Regions from separate parts of the Sus scrofa genome. Here all the other regions are linked to region 3. A link is a contact called in public Hi-C and HiChIP or PLAC-seq data. All regions are on one chromosome and are shown on one strand. The core of a region is the stretch at or near the end of the contact, and the rest is flanking DNA. Distances in the headings are between cores, read along the strand shown. Region 1 holds the start of STK38L (serine/threonine-protein kinase 38-like). Region 2 overlaps STK38L (serine/threonine-protein kinase 38-like). Region 3 holds the start of MED21 (mediator complex subunit 21).

Region 1 (4,178 bases), core at 1,429-3,928, 160 kb after region 3:
GCTAGGGGTTGAACCCACAACCTCATGGTTCCTGGTCAGATTTGTTAACCACTGAGCCACAACGGGAAATCCATGAACTTTAGTTTCAATTGGTAGTAAGAAACTTGATAATAAGAGTTTTGGAAAGCCCTACCAAAAAAATCTATTATTTAAGCCAAGCATTCTTAATCTGGGTCTGTGAATTTTGATGAAAAAATAAATATACCCATTAAATATATATCTATATATAGATATAGCTATAAAGCATTTGCATAAATAATAATACATGTGCATACATTTTTTTTTACTAAGCCCTAATTGAAAATTAGCATTTCTTCCATCATGAATATAGTCAGTAAACCACAGTAACATTAGCAAACTGTGACTTTGTCCCCAATAGAAGTCACACATATTTTCTACCACATTAAAGTTGATGCAGATATCTCAAAATACTGTTTATGTGCATCACTACTGCAAAATTACTGTAGGTACTGATCTTGTTACTTAAAGCATTAGTAAAGGAGCAAATACATAACTATTAGTTATCTATGGCAGTGTAATAAATCCCCTCCCACCACATTAGTGGCCTAAAAAGATGAATAAGTATTGTTTCACCGTGTCTGTGGACAAGCAATCAGGTAAGATTAGCCATGTCTGTTAGCTCAGTGTTCTTTACCAGGCTGCAACCAAGATGTCGCCTCGGGCTACAGTCATCTCACGGTTCCACTGGAAAAGAATCTGCTTCCAGGCTTACTTATGAGGTTGTGAGTATGATTCAGTTTCTCTTGGGTTGTTGGACTGAGTGCCTCAATTCCTTGAAGACCTTGCTTTGTTCTTTGCCACATGGACCTCTCCATGAGACAGGGGACAGCATGACAGCTGGTTTCCATCAGAGTATGTAAGAAATAGAGCAAGAGAGGATGAACAAGATGGAAGCAAGAGTCTTTTGTAACCTAACATGGAAGTGACATCCCTTCATTTTTGCTGTATTCTCTTTTTCAAAACCAAATCACTAGGTTTACCCCACACTCAGGAGCGGTTTGTGCAAGATGGAAATATTGGAAGGTAAGGATTACTGGGAGTCATCTTAAGAGCTGCCTACAACAGAGCTATAACAAAAACTCATTTTTTGGTATTTTAATAATTGTATATTAATATAAGCAATTTCCTTTATAGCCCTAGGTAGTTTCTTTTATGCATTTAAAAACACTATTCTGCAAAAGGGCCTATAGATTTCACCAAACTTCCAAAAGGGCACTTGGCTCTAATTTGATTCAGGTCAGGCACCTTCAACAACCTGGGGGAATTTGTTTGGAATGGCCTCAATTTAGAAATTGGAAGTTGAAGATGTACCCTGCCCCACATTACCCTAGTCTAATACCCTACACATTCCTCTAGTGCTATGAAAATATTATGGCATATTTGAAAATATAAACTTGCTATAGGATACTCCATAAACTGTTTCCAATCCTACCACACTTGAATTAGTATGTATGCACTAGAGGGAGAATGGGGTGCAGGCATCTGTCAAGCATGTTTGATTATAATTAAACCTCTTATTTTCACGTATGTCAACTGTCATTTGTGTCTTAAAATGACCATATGATGTAGGAAGAACTGATTTCTTCAAGAACACACTAATTACCAGACAACATAGTGCTTTTTCCACTATCAAGGTATATATGAGAAAGCAGAGTGTAAAAAAAAGAAATGATATTATGATTCTTCTCTAAGTCTTTCACGTGCGTTGCCTACCCTCATCAAAACTAAAGATAATGGTTGGCATCTCTGAATTATATTTTCTGCAAGCACAATGCCAGCTTTGCATATTGTCTTAACAGTCTAAAAGTTAATGGTATTTTATAAAATCTCTAATATTCAGATAGAAGATAAATTTTTCAATGATAATTAGGAATGAGTCTCTTCATTGGCTTGTCCAGTAAGTTTTCTCCCTAAGCTCAAATGCATCATCCTCCCAAACATCTTTTCTGAGGCACACTACAGGATGGTGATTTTTCTCATAGTTTTCTTATCCTAAATAAGCAACCCAGTATTGTCAGTTATTTTAAGATTTTCCCCAAGCAAGATAACTCGAGCAAGTTTTTCATGTATGTCACAGAGTTTTTTGGCAGCTTTTCCAAATGCGAATCTCTCTCAAGTTGTTAGAGTCATGGTGAAATGGAAAAGGGTCAAGAAACCTGAGTGGCTTCTAGATCTCACAGCTACTAACTAGGCAGCTTGATCAGTCAGTCCAGTTTTGTTGACCACATTGTCCTACTCTGCAAAATGTTCCCCCAAATCACTAAAATTATCTCTAAGCCACTTTCCATCTCTATCATTCGCATTGCATAGTGAAGCATCAAGAAAAACTGTTGACATTTAGAATACGTGACTAATGTAGCAACACACAGGGCCACTCCCAAGAGTGGCCTGAACTAGCTCTGGGCAGAGTAGAGGGAAGTGAGATGAGGCTGATGAGAGGAATCGGTGACCATTCAAACAACTCCACCGCCAGGCGCAGGTGGATGGGGTGGGGCGGGGGGCGGTGTTGACGACAGAAGACTACTTCCGGCTGTGGTGCGTATGACGTCAGGACCGATTCGGACCGGCCCAGCCACCAAGAAGCCGAGCAGGGAGGGCTCGCGAGAGTTCAAGGAGGCCACCCCGAGATTCCGGCGCGGCAGCGGCGGCGGGTCCCACCTCCTGGGGGCGGGGCGAGGGCGGAGCGGGCAGCAGGGAGCGGACGGCGCCGGGCCGGTTGCGGTCCGTGCGGAGGCTGAGCCGGCCGCGGGCGCGACCGGAGGCAGGTGAGTGTGGGGATGCGGCGCTTTGAGGCGGCAGGCGCTGGGGGGCTCGTCTCGCTGTGCCAGCCCCAACTCTGTGAGCGGAGCAGGAGATTTTATGTGTCTTTGGGTGTCCAGGGAAAGACGGGCTCATTTCGCGGCTGGAAATGCCTCCGGTGAAGCTCCAGCGACGGCCTTGGCCCTCTTGTTCCCTGGAGTGCTACTGGCCCCAGGTGTCCGGAGAGGTGGCCTTGATCCCAGGGAGGAATCTTTGTCCTTCCCTGCTCCTTTCCCCTTCCACGCCTCTGCCCCCGAGCACCCTGCTCCCCGTCCCTGCCTGGGCTTCGTAAACAATAACAAATGTCGCGGATCCTCTCCTGTATCCCCAGCTTTCCCGTCCCGTGCCTTCCAGCTGGTGCCACTGAGGGGAAGGATTCTGGGCATAGCTCTTAGATTGTGGGGGCTGTTTGTGTACCATTCCTAAAAACTGATGCGTCAGATTGCTAAACATTTCTCAGACACTGTAAAGCCGCCCAGCTCCCAGAAGCCACAGTGTTCAAAACCGGTCTCGGAATCTGCCACTGGAACCCTAGACCCTTCTTTTCAATATCGTTTTCTCCCAACCCTTTTTTTCACCTTTGCTATCGGGGACAAACGAGTGCTTGTTTGGTATGAGAAGAGGAAAGACTCTACCCGATTGAGTAGGAGACATTTCACCTTTAAAAAGTTGCCAGGTTGATAGCAAAAGAACAAAAGTTTATTTTCAAAAGCGGTGGCCTCCCGTTTACTGTTGCTACTTTTGTGGGGCCGCTTTTCTGGTCCTTAGTTTGGAAGAAAAGTATAAAAAGAAATAGGAGGGGGGCGGGAGAGCTGGTGGTGCTAGAAGTAGTGGATGTCCAAAGGGTGATGCTGCCGTTCCTCACTTGATAAAATGCAGAACCAAAGCTCTTGTCTATTTCATGAAACTTGTGATAAGTTTTGATAGAAGCCAGTTGCTCGGGAAAGGTGGCCGGAGTAATAGCTTTATTACTAACTACTAAAATCTGAGGAAACAACTTTTAAGCGTTTTACTTTATGTCTCCTAGCTGTAAGATGGGAGAGAGACCTTGTCTTTTGGGGGCTGTGAGTGGGGTGGGGGCTTAAGCTTGTTAGGTCTCCCTACTTTGAGGCAGGGTCTATTGTTGTTTAAGCTCAGTTTCCTTACGGAGGGAAGGTTTTTCAAAGTTCTTTGTCTCAATCGTAAATGCATATAGATACTGGCAACCTCTTTGTGTTTGGCCTTTCTTTGTATTGCCTCAGGATATATAAAACAATTAAGTTTATTATAGTCTCTACCCAGTAGCTGGGAGGTATTGTATGTGAATTAGCCACTCTTGTGACTATTTGATGGAAGAGAAGTTAGTCCAAAATAGAACG
Region 2 (3,945 bases), core at 1,320-3,819, 220 kb after region 3:
TGAGGTATAAACCCAATAAGGCAATGGTAGAGCTGGGAATTTGCTATAGTTAAAGTGTTTGCTTTTCCACCTGTTTTTGACTTGTTTGGTAATGACATGGTTCATTCCATTATCCCGGAGTCTAGTCCAGTTCACGTCCATATCCAGGGGGTTTGTGTCTTAATGTAATTAAGAAGTGGGTACTGGGGAGTAGGTGGCAGATCTGGAGGAATAGTTTTCAGCTAAGACTGAAGCATTGGATGGCCACCCTGGCAACCTGGATCTTCTCTAGGATACTCTGTCTCCACGTGCATAAGCAAAAAACCTCTTTATTATGTGGAGCCACTCTAGTTTTTTTCTAGTCCAGACATGAACTATGTAGGCAAGTCTTTTGGGTCAGTGCCTACCAGTAGGAGCCCCCAAAGATCAGTCTGTTTCTCCATATGAAGCAGTCATTTTCTACATTTCTCATCTTGTCTAATTGTCCACATTATCTTCTTTAAACCATTACTTTGTTGGACTGGCCCAGTGGTTTTTAAAAATTGGCACTTAAATGGCTTTAAGTAGACACACAGTGTCCAGTTAAGGCTACAAAACTTCCCTGCTGTCACCTGGCTTGCTTCATACATTTGTGTTTCCTACCTGGTTCCTCCAGGCATTTGAGTTTCATCTGAAAATGCAATGGGCCTTCCAGTCTGGAGTAGTATACTAGACCTCGTCATAGCACTATTACAGGATTCAAAATGAAATAGGGCATCCATGGACTCCATCCAAAGGGGCTTGTTTCTAAAAGTGGTTTTTCCCTAAAACATATCCCCATAAAAACTGCTGTTGACTGATGTTTATGTACATATTTGAGGTAACACGTCTTGACTCATAGAATTTACATGGCAGAGGCTTCTTTCTAAACTTATGTTTATTGGGAACATAAGTATTAGCAAAATCTTGTGGATTTTATTTAGTAATCAGTAAAATAATACAAAATAAATTGACCCTTTATTTTGAATACTTATTGAATATGACCCTTGATAAATAAGTGTCAGTATTACGTGTCTATTGCCACTGCTGCTTCTTTACCCTTGGTTTTGCCAGCACAGAATTCACTTTTGTTGTTTTGGGGGAAGTGCCTCTTTCTTTGCTAGCATATAATCCATAATACAAAAGACTCAAACGTCTTAACTGTTAGAGGACAAGTTTGCATAGTAGAAATTAACCATTTCTAGAGTTTGTTTAAAGGGACAGAAAGTTTTTTTCTACTGAACAATTTGTGTCTCTCTGTTCTAGTTTCTGTTACTATGGCAATGACGGCAGGGACTACTGCTACCACCTTTCCTATGAGCAACCATACCCGGGAAAGAGTGACTGTGGCCAAGCTCACACTGGAGAATTTCTACAGCAACCTAATTTTACAGCATGAAGAGAGAGAAACCAGGTACAGAAAAGGCTGGTCAAAATTTTCTGTGTAGTTAATAATTTTCTTGTTATGCTGCAGGTGGGGAGTAAACACCCTGTCCATTAATAATACAAATATTGTGGAAACCTGTATGCTGTCTTTAGGTTTCCTGAGAGTGTACCTTGTTACTTGTTTTACTTTCATAGAGTAGTATCTTGTCCTGTGCACCCATATACTTGTATCACAGGTCAGTTGGTGTTTTAAAGAAAACTTTTCTACCTATGAAATTCTGACATACCTTTATACTTTCTTTTAGAAGGGAGCTTAATGAATAACTGCCTTTAACCCAAAAGGATTCACAGTGTTGTGTGTATATCAGTGGGAACGGGAGAATTTTAAAAATGAGTCAAATGTTATTTTGCCTTCAGGAAACTTACAGCAAGAGAGACAATGCACATAAATATTACATGAAAGGGTGAAAAGTATGCCCTTTGGGAAGGGCAAGGATGGGAGAGATTGTTTTTGACAGAGGCAGCTGGGAAGGCTTCATAAATGGTGGTGACATTTAAACGGGGCTCCAAAGGGAGAGTACTGTTTATGTATGCAGAAAGGGGAGAAGAAAGAGGTGAAAGAGCAGGAGGAAGGATATTAGAGGCGGAAGAAACCACCTTCAGTGCCCTTCAGGCACTGTCTAATTTCGCTCCAGCTGGGTTTTACCATTTCCTGAGAGCTTTGGATGCTTTGTTAGTGGAGCTTTTCTCATGCCAGTAAAGAGCCTTGAAAACTTTCAAAAAGAAGATTTAAATGGTCACAGGTGTTTCTCTGGGAGACTACTTTAGTTGTGATGGACAGAATTGATTGTGGGAAGAGGAATTAGGAACAGGAAAGGCTAGTGCTGTAGCCCAGGCCAGTGGAAAGGAGGCTTGCTTTCGGATTATGACAGCAATAATAGAGAGGAACTGAGTGAGAAAGACAGAAAAAACATAGCAACTACCCAAATATGGAGTGCAAGAAAAATAAGTTAATGCTGGCTCCGAAATCTCACACTTGGGCATACCGAGAGTGGCACAATTAGCGAACTAGGACTGTAGAGGAAGAATCTGGTTTTGAACATAATTTTGGGCAGGTCTAACTGATTAGATGTGGCTGGAGAGAGAATTAGAACTAGAAAATGAAACCAAAGTAACTACTCAGAAGTCAACTAGGAAATAAGAAAGAGAGCTAAGCAACATGGAGGACAGTGAGGAGAGCAAACATATCTTTGATCAGAGTTCCAAAGGAAGAGAAGAAGGAGAAGGGAACAGAGAGAGGCAAGTTAAATGAAGCATATGCCATCTGCAGAAATTCCAGAAGATTTAACTTAACTTAGGTGGAGGGAACATAGTCACAAACAGAAAATCTAACTGTAAACATGTGAATGATTCTCAACAAAAACTGTATAAAAAATCAGCAATTGAGATCTTGCCATGGCGCAGTGGAAACGAATCCAACTAGGAACCATGAGGTTGCAGGTTCGATCCCTGGCCTCATTCAGTGGGTTAAGGATCTGGCGTTGCCATGAGCTGTGGTGTAGGTTGTAGACTTGACTCGGATCCTGTGTTGCTGGACTGTAGCGTAGGCTGGCAGCTGTAGTTCCAATTTGACACCTAACCTTGGACCCTCCATATGCCATGGATATGGCCCTAAAAAGCTAAATAAATAAATAAATAATAAAAATTAAAAATTGCAATTCTCACTCAAAAAAAACCCAGCAGTATTGATAATGTCTTATGTATGTATGTACGTATGTATGTATGTATTTGCTTTTTAGGGCCACAAGTGTGGCATATGGGGCCAGCCTCTGCCACAGCCACAGCAATGCCAGATTTGAGCAGCTTCTGTGACCTGCACCACAGCTCACAGCAACACACTGGATTCTTAACCCACTGAGTGAGGCCAGGGATCGAACCATGTTCTCTTGGATACTGGTCAGGTTCATTATAGCTAAGCCACAATGGGAACTCCTTTTTTTTTTTAATGTCTTATGTATTTTTTCAAAAAGTATTAAAGTGTTTTTGTGTAGTAGACTCTTAGTTAGGAGGGAAGTAAGTGGAATTAAATTATTCTTAAGAGGATCATTGACTCTGTGGATAGTGGATACAACATAGCTAGGGAAAATTGATTAATTTCAGGCTTTGACAAATTAAATGTACACGTAATTTTTAGGGTAGCCTCTAAAGGAATAAAAATAGAGTTTGTAACTTTGAAACTAATAGAAGGAAAAAAATGGATGGGGAAAAATAAATTCAGAAGGCGGCAAGTGAAAAAGAAAAACTGAAATACCAACGAGCAAGCACAAGTAGAAATTGCACCATAAGTGAGAAATAAATCCAGACACATAAAAAACTATGTCAACTGTAAATGTAATGAATGTCTCTGAAAGTGGTCAGATCATCAAAGGAGATGGAATAAAGTAAAAGAAAGGAAGGAAAGCCCTAGATTTTTTCAATAGTCACTTAAATTATTCATCAGAATTTTAAAGGGTCATTGTCTTTTTATTGCTGAAACCTTAAAGTAATTCTGTTTTGCCCTCT
Region 3 (3,932 bases), core at 1,177-3,676:
CTGGTCATTTGTCACATCTCATTCTAACCTCACCCTTGCTCTGTATTTTTTAACACTTTTGTTCTTCCTGTGGGTTACATTCTTTGGACCTTATTTATTTTTGTCTTTTTAGGGCCACACCCACAGCATATGGAGGTTCCCAGGCTAGGAGGCGAATTGGAGCTATAGCCACTGGCTTACACCACAGCCACAGCAGTAGCAGATCTGAGCCAAGTCTGCAACCTACACCATAGCTCAGGACAACTCTTTAACCCACTGAGTGAGGCCAGGGATTGAACCTGCCTCCTCATGGATACTAGTCAGATGCATTTCTGCTGAGCCATGGCAGGAACTCTCTGGGACTGTGTTTATTAAATTAAATTCAATAAATATTTATTTAGTTGCTTATAAGGAAATCATTATGCTAGGAAATTAATTCATTTAGTCCATAAATATGTACTCAGTGGCTTCTATGTGTCAGGCTGAATCCTAGATGCTAAGCAGTGGAACTATGGAAACAATTGAAATGTTTCCTGCCCACAAGCAGTTTGTGGTGGTGAGTGAATTTGAGCCATGTATGGATAACGAAGCCTCAATATGCTTAGTGCAATAACAGAAGTACAAGGAATAACTGTGGTAAAGATTGGGAGCAATTAATTTTAGGGTTTCAGGAAAGGTTTTATTAAAAAAAATTTTTTTAATGAGTTTTGAAAGCTGAGTGGATGATCAACAAGGAAACAGAACCAGTATAGGGATGGAAGTGTGGGCTTTTCATACAAGAAAGAGAGATTTATCATGTTTTATATGGTGTGCATAGCAGTGTGAAACAGAACACCTGTAGGGGATTGCAAGAAATCTAATGTAACAAATGCTTATTTATAGAATTTCAGCCTAATGCCTGGAACGTTTAGATGTTTAATACATTGTGACTGAATAGGTAGTAAAGGTAGTTAAGGGTCTAGAATGTCAAATTAAAGAACTGTTAAGGATTTTTTTTTCCGGAAAAAATAATCACTACAGGTTTTAAAAATCAAAGTACCACAAGATTGGCTATGCGTTGATAATTGAAGCTGGGAGATGGGTGCATGAGTGTTCACAATAGTACTCTCTACTTTTGGACATGTCTGAAACTTTTAATAATATAGTTTAAAAGAACATACTTACCAAAAGTGGGTGTTTAAAAGATGAGATTCATAATACTGGGTCCTGTTCTTAAAACCACATGCTCCAGTTGGGGATTCAAGAAAAGCACATGAGGAGTTCCCGTCGTGGCCCAGTGGTTAACGAATCCGACTAGGAACCATGAGGTTGCGGGTTCGATCCCTGCCACTTGCTCAGTGGGTTAACGATCCGGCGTTGCCATGAATTGTGGTGTAGGTTGCAGACGCGGCTCGGATCCCGCGTTGCTGTGGCTGTGGTGTAGGCCGGTGGCTACAGCTCCGATTGGACCCCTAGCCTGGGAACCCCCATATGCCGCAGGAGCGGCCCAAGAAATGGCAAAAAGACAAAACAAACAAACAAAAAAAAAAGAAAAGCCCATGAAAAGGCATATGTGAAAGTGTCGAAATCATAAAAGGAGAGAGGAGTAATCCATGTGGACTCTAGTAATTCATAAAATTTACATGAAAATAGTAAAACTTAGAAAAAAACCCCCTTTTTTTTTTGGCCGCACAGGCATGTGGAAGTTCCCTGGGCCAGGGATTAAAGCTGTTGAACCAGTGGGATTTGGAAGACCCTAACCACTGTAGTCGGATTCTTAATCCACTGTACCAGTGGGAACTCCCAAGTATTCTTTAGTTGTTCATTGTGTAGGCCATGTGGTCTACCTAGAAAGCCAAAGCAATGTAAAATAGGTATTCAAGGTGATGTTTAAAAATGGATACAAACCTTGTGGCTCAGCAGGTTACAAACCAGGGCTAGTATCCATGAGGCTGCGGGTTGGATCCCTGGCCTAACTCAGGGGGTTAAGGATCTTGAGCTGCAGTGAGCTGTGGTGTAGATCACAGATGCAGCTCGGATCCCTCCTTGCTGTGGCTGTGTCTGTGTCTGTTTTGCTGTAGGCTGGCAGCTACCCTCTAGCCTGGGAACTTCCAGGAGCGGCCCTTCAAAAAAGAAGAAAAAAAAAAAAAAAAAGATACAAAGAGGATAGGGAAACTTACTTAGAAAAACCGCGAATCCAGTCTCCACAAAGTGTTTACTTAAAAGCCATGAGAAAGTACATTGGCTCACCCCAGAAGCCCCCAAATTACTAAACGTGGGCCCAGCGGAGCTTCCCCCAGGTGCAGCTGGTCTGAACAAAAATAAGCCTTAGGAAAGCCCAGCCGCTTAGCGCGGGGAGTGGAGTTCGGCTTGACTCCACCCCCTCCACGAACTCAGCCCTGTGATTGGTCGTGACGCTTACCAAAGCTGCCCAATTGCATCCGAGCAGCTGCTTTAGCGTCTCTTTGTTTGCGGGGAGAAACATGGCGGATCGCCTGACACAGCTGCAGGACGCCGTGAACTCGGTGAGCAATTGTACTCGATTAGTCTCCGTCTTCTTTCCTGAGGGAAAGCAAGTTAGAAAAAGGGACTTGGGGGGCAAGCTTGGAAGTGGGGAGCGTCTTTCCGCAACGCACGCTCGGGTCGGCGGGAGGCGGCGCCGCGGTCTGTGAGGCCGAGGCGGCCGGTGGAATGGTGCGGAGCTGCGGGAGCCCGCGGCCTCAGCCTGCGAGGTGGAGGGTCTCCCTGCCTAGTCTCAAGCCTCACGGCCTTGTCATGTTTTCTAGGAACGGCTTTATTTTCTTGTCAGCGGTGCTTATGGGGTCGCCCCTCTTGCGGGGAAGAGAGAGGAAGCGGAAACTCCCTCCCGCACCCATACATTTTAACCCTTGGAGGGAAACCCGTGTTCTTAACCATTGGATTGGACCTTAGCGAAGAGTAATCCTTCGCCCAAATTTTCAGGTTGGGGCGGGAGTGACGGTAAAGTGAGTAATTTTGTTTCATCTCGGTTGGTTCCTGTAGACTAAGGGTCGTTGCATCTCTTGGCCACTCCCCCAGCGTAAGTCAAGTTTGGGGAAAACTGACATCTTTATGATAGTGAATCTTCTGATCCTTGTCTCTTTAAGTTTTTAAAAATGTCTGCCAAAAGTTCTACTCCCTATTAAAGTCAGATCTTGTAATTGGCCCTCTTACTTTGAACCTTCTGATTATTTTTCCTGTTATGTGAAGTGAAAGTGATGCAAACCAAGGGATTCATATGCTTATTACCGTTAAGAGCTAAATTGTTTTCTATCGGTAGTTACATTTCTCTCATTCTGTTTGTAATTTGATGTCCCAGAGAAGATGCCTATAGATGTTGACAGGAAAATCCAGGTACCTCTTGCTAGTTTTTTTTCTCACTAGAAGGAAATAGGCTGGCATTCTTGTTATTGCTCAGTCTTTGTACGTGAGCAATAAGTGTGAATGTACACATATTGAGTGTGAATCTGCATGTTAAAAACTGATCTACTTTGCCTATGAGGGCCAGCCCCTAAATGTCGATGAATTCACCAAGGTAAATTCTACCTTTGGTGACTTTTCTGGACTACTGAACAACCTACCTTGGGGAGACAGTCCTTTGAGGTTTTACAAAATCAAATTGTAATGATGCTACTTGATAGAAATGTTATTTTAGGGGAAATATCGCATAGTCATCCATGTCTCCTGGCCAGAAGGATAGTAAGAACAAAGTGAATATGGCCTTTACTCCAAAAGTAGGCATACTGATTTTGCAAAGAAGCCTCTAGGTTAACTAGTATGTGTAGAAGCACTATAATGTTTATGGAGAGATGCTCCTTAAGGAGTTTGCAGTCTGATTAGAAAGACGTCATATACTCAAGAGACATTTAAATAAATGACACAAAAGCAGTATATGGTTAGGGAGTTGAATCGAGTGTTTTCAGCTGTAAGTGCTGAAGTAAAGTGGGCTAGTGAGT

What was found. Hi-C and Micro-C count contacts between places; a contact is called where the count stands out from the background. HiChIP or PLAC-seq counts read pairs in DNA pulled down with a chosen protein or histone mark.
Region 1: a Hi-C map of embryonic fibroblasts shows a contact between it and region 3, with 2.7 times the contacts expected there. The contact joins the promoter of STK38L here to the promoter of MED21 in region 3. A contact is called at or near these places in 2 of 5 promoter capture datasets (fetal liver and liver), 3 of 47 Hi-C or Micro-C datasets (embryonic fibroblasts, heart right ventricle and skeletal muscle) and 2 of 2 datasets of contacts at active chromatin or transcription factors (alveolar macrophages and skeletal muscle).
Region 2: an H3K27ac HiChIP or PLAC-seq map of alveolar macrophages shows a contact between it and region 3. The contact joins the enhancer-like site here to the promoter of MED21 in region 3. A contact is called at or near these places in 2 of 5 promoter capture datasets (fetal liver and fetal skeletal muscle), 3 of 47 Hi-C or Micro-C datasets (embryonic fibroblasts, fibroblasts and mesenteric adipose tissue) and 2 of 2 datasets of contacts at active chromatin or transcription factors (alveolar macrophages and skeletal muscle).

What each region holds. Positions count from the first base shown.
Region 1 is chr5:46,573,216-46,577,393 of Sscrofa11.1, reverse strand. STK38L (serine/threonine-protein kinase 38-like) reads left to right here and starts at 2,678. Exons shown (of 15, transcript XM_021092164.1): 1 at 2,678-2,786.
Region 2 is chr5:46,518,530-46,522,474 of Sscrofa11.1, reverse strand. It overlaps STK38L (serine/threonine-protein kinase 38-like), which reads left to right. Exons shown (of 15, transcript XM_021092164.1): 3 at 1,264-1,411. The coding sequence starts at 1,275. Among named protein-coding and RNA genes, the nearest start is that of ARNTL2, 38 kb to the right of the region's middle. Within about 2 kb of position 2,569, at least 4 of the 83 cell types and tissues checked have an H3K27ac peak or open chromatin away from gene starts, as enhancers often do. A contact at or near this core is called in alveolar macrophages, where this site is marked.
Region 3 is chr5:46,734,875-46,738,806 of Sscrofa11.1, reverse strand. MED21 (mediator complex subunit 21) reads left to right here and starts at 2,426. Exons shown (of 4, transcript NM_001243530.1): 1 at 2,426-2,483. The coding sequence starts at 2,442.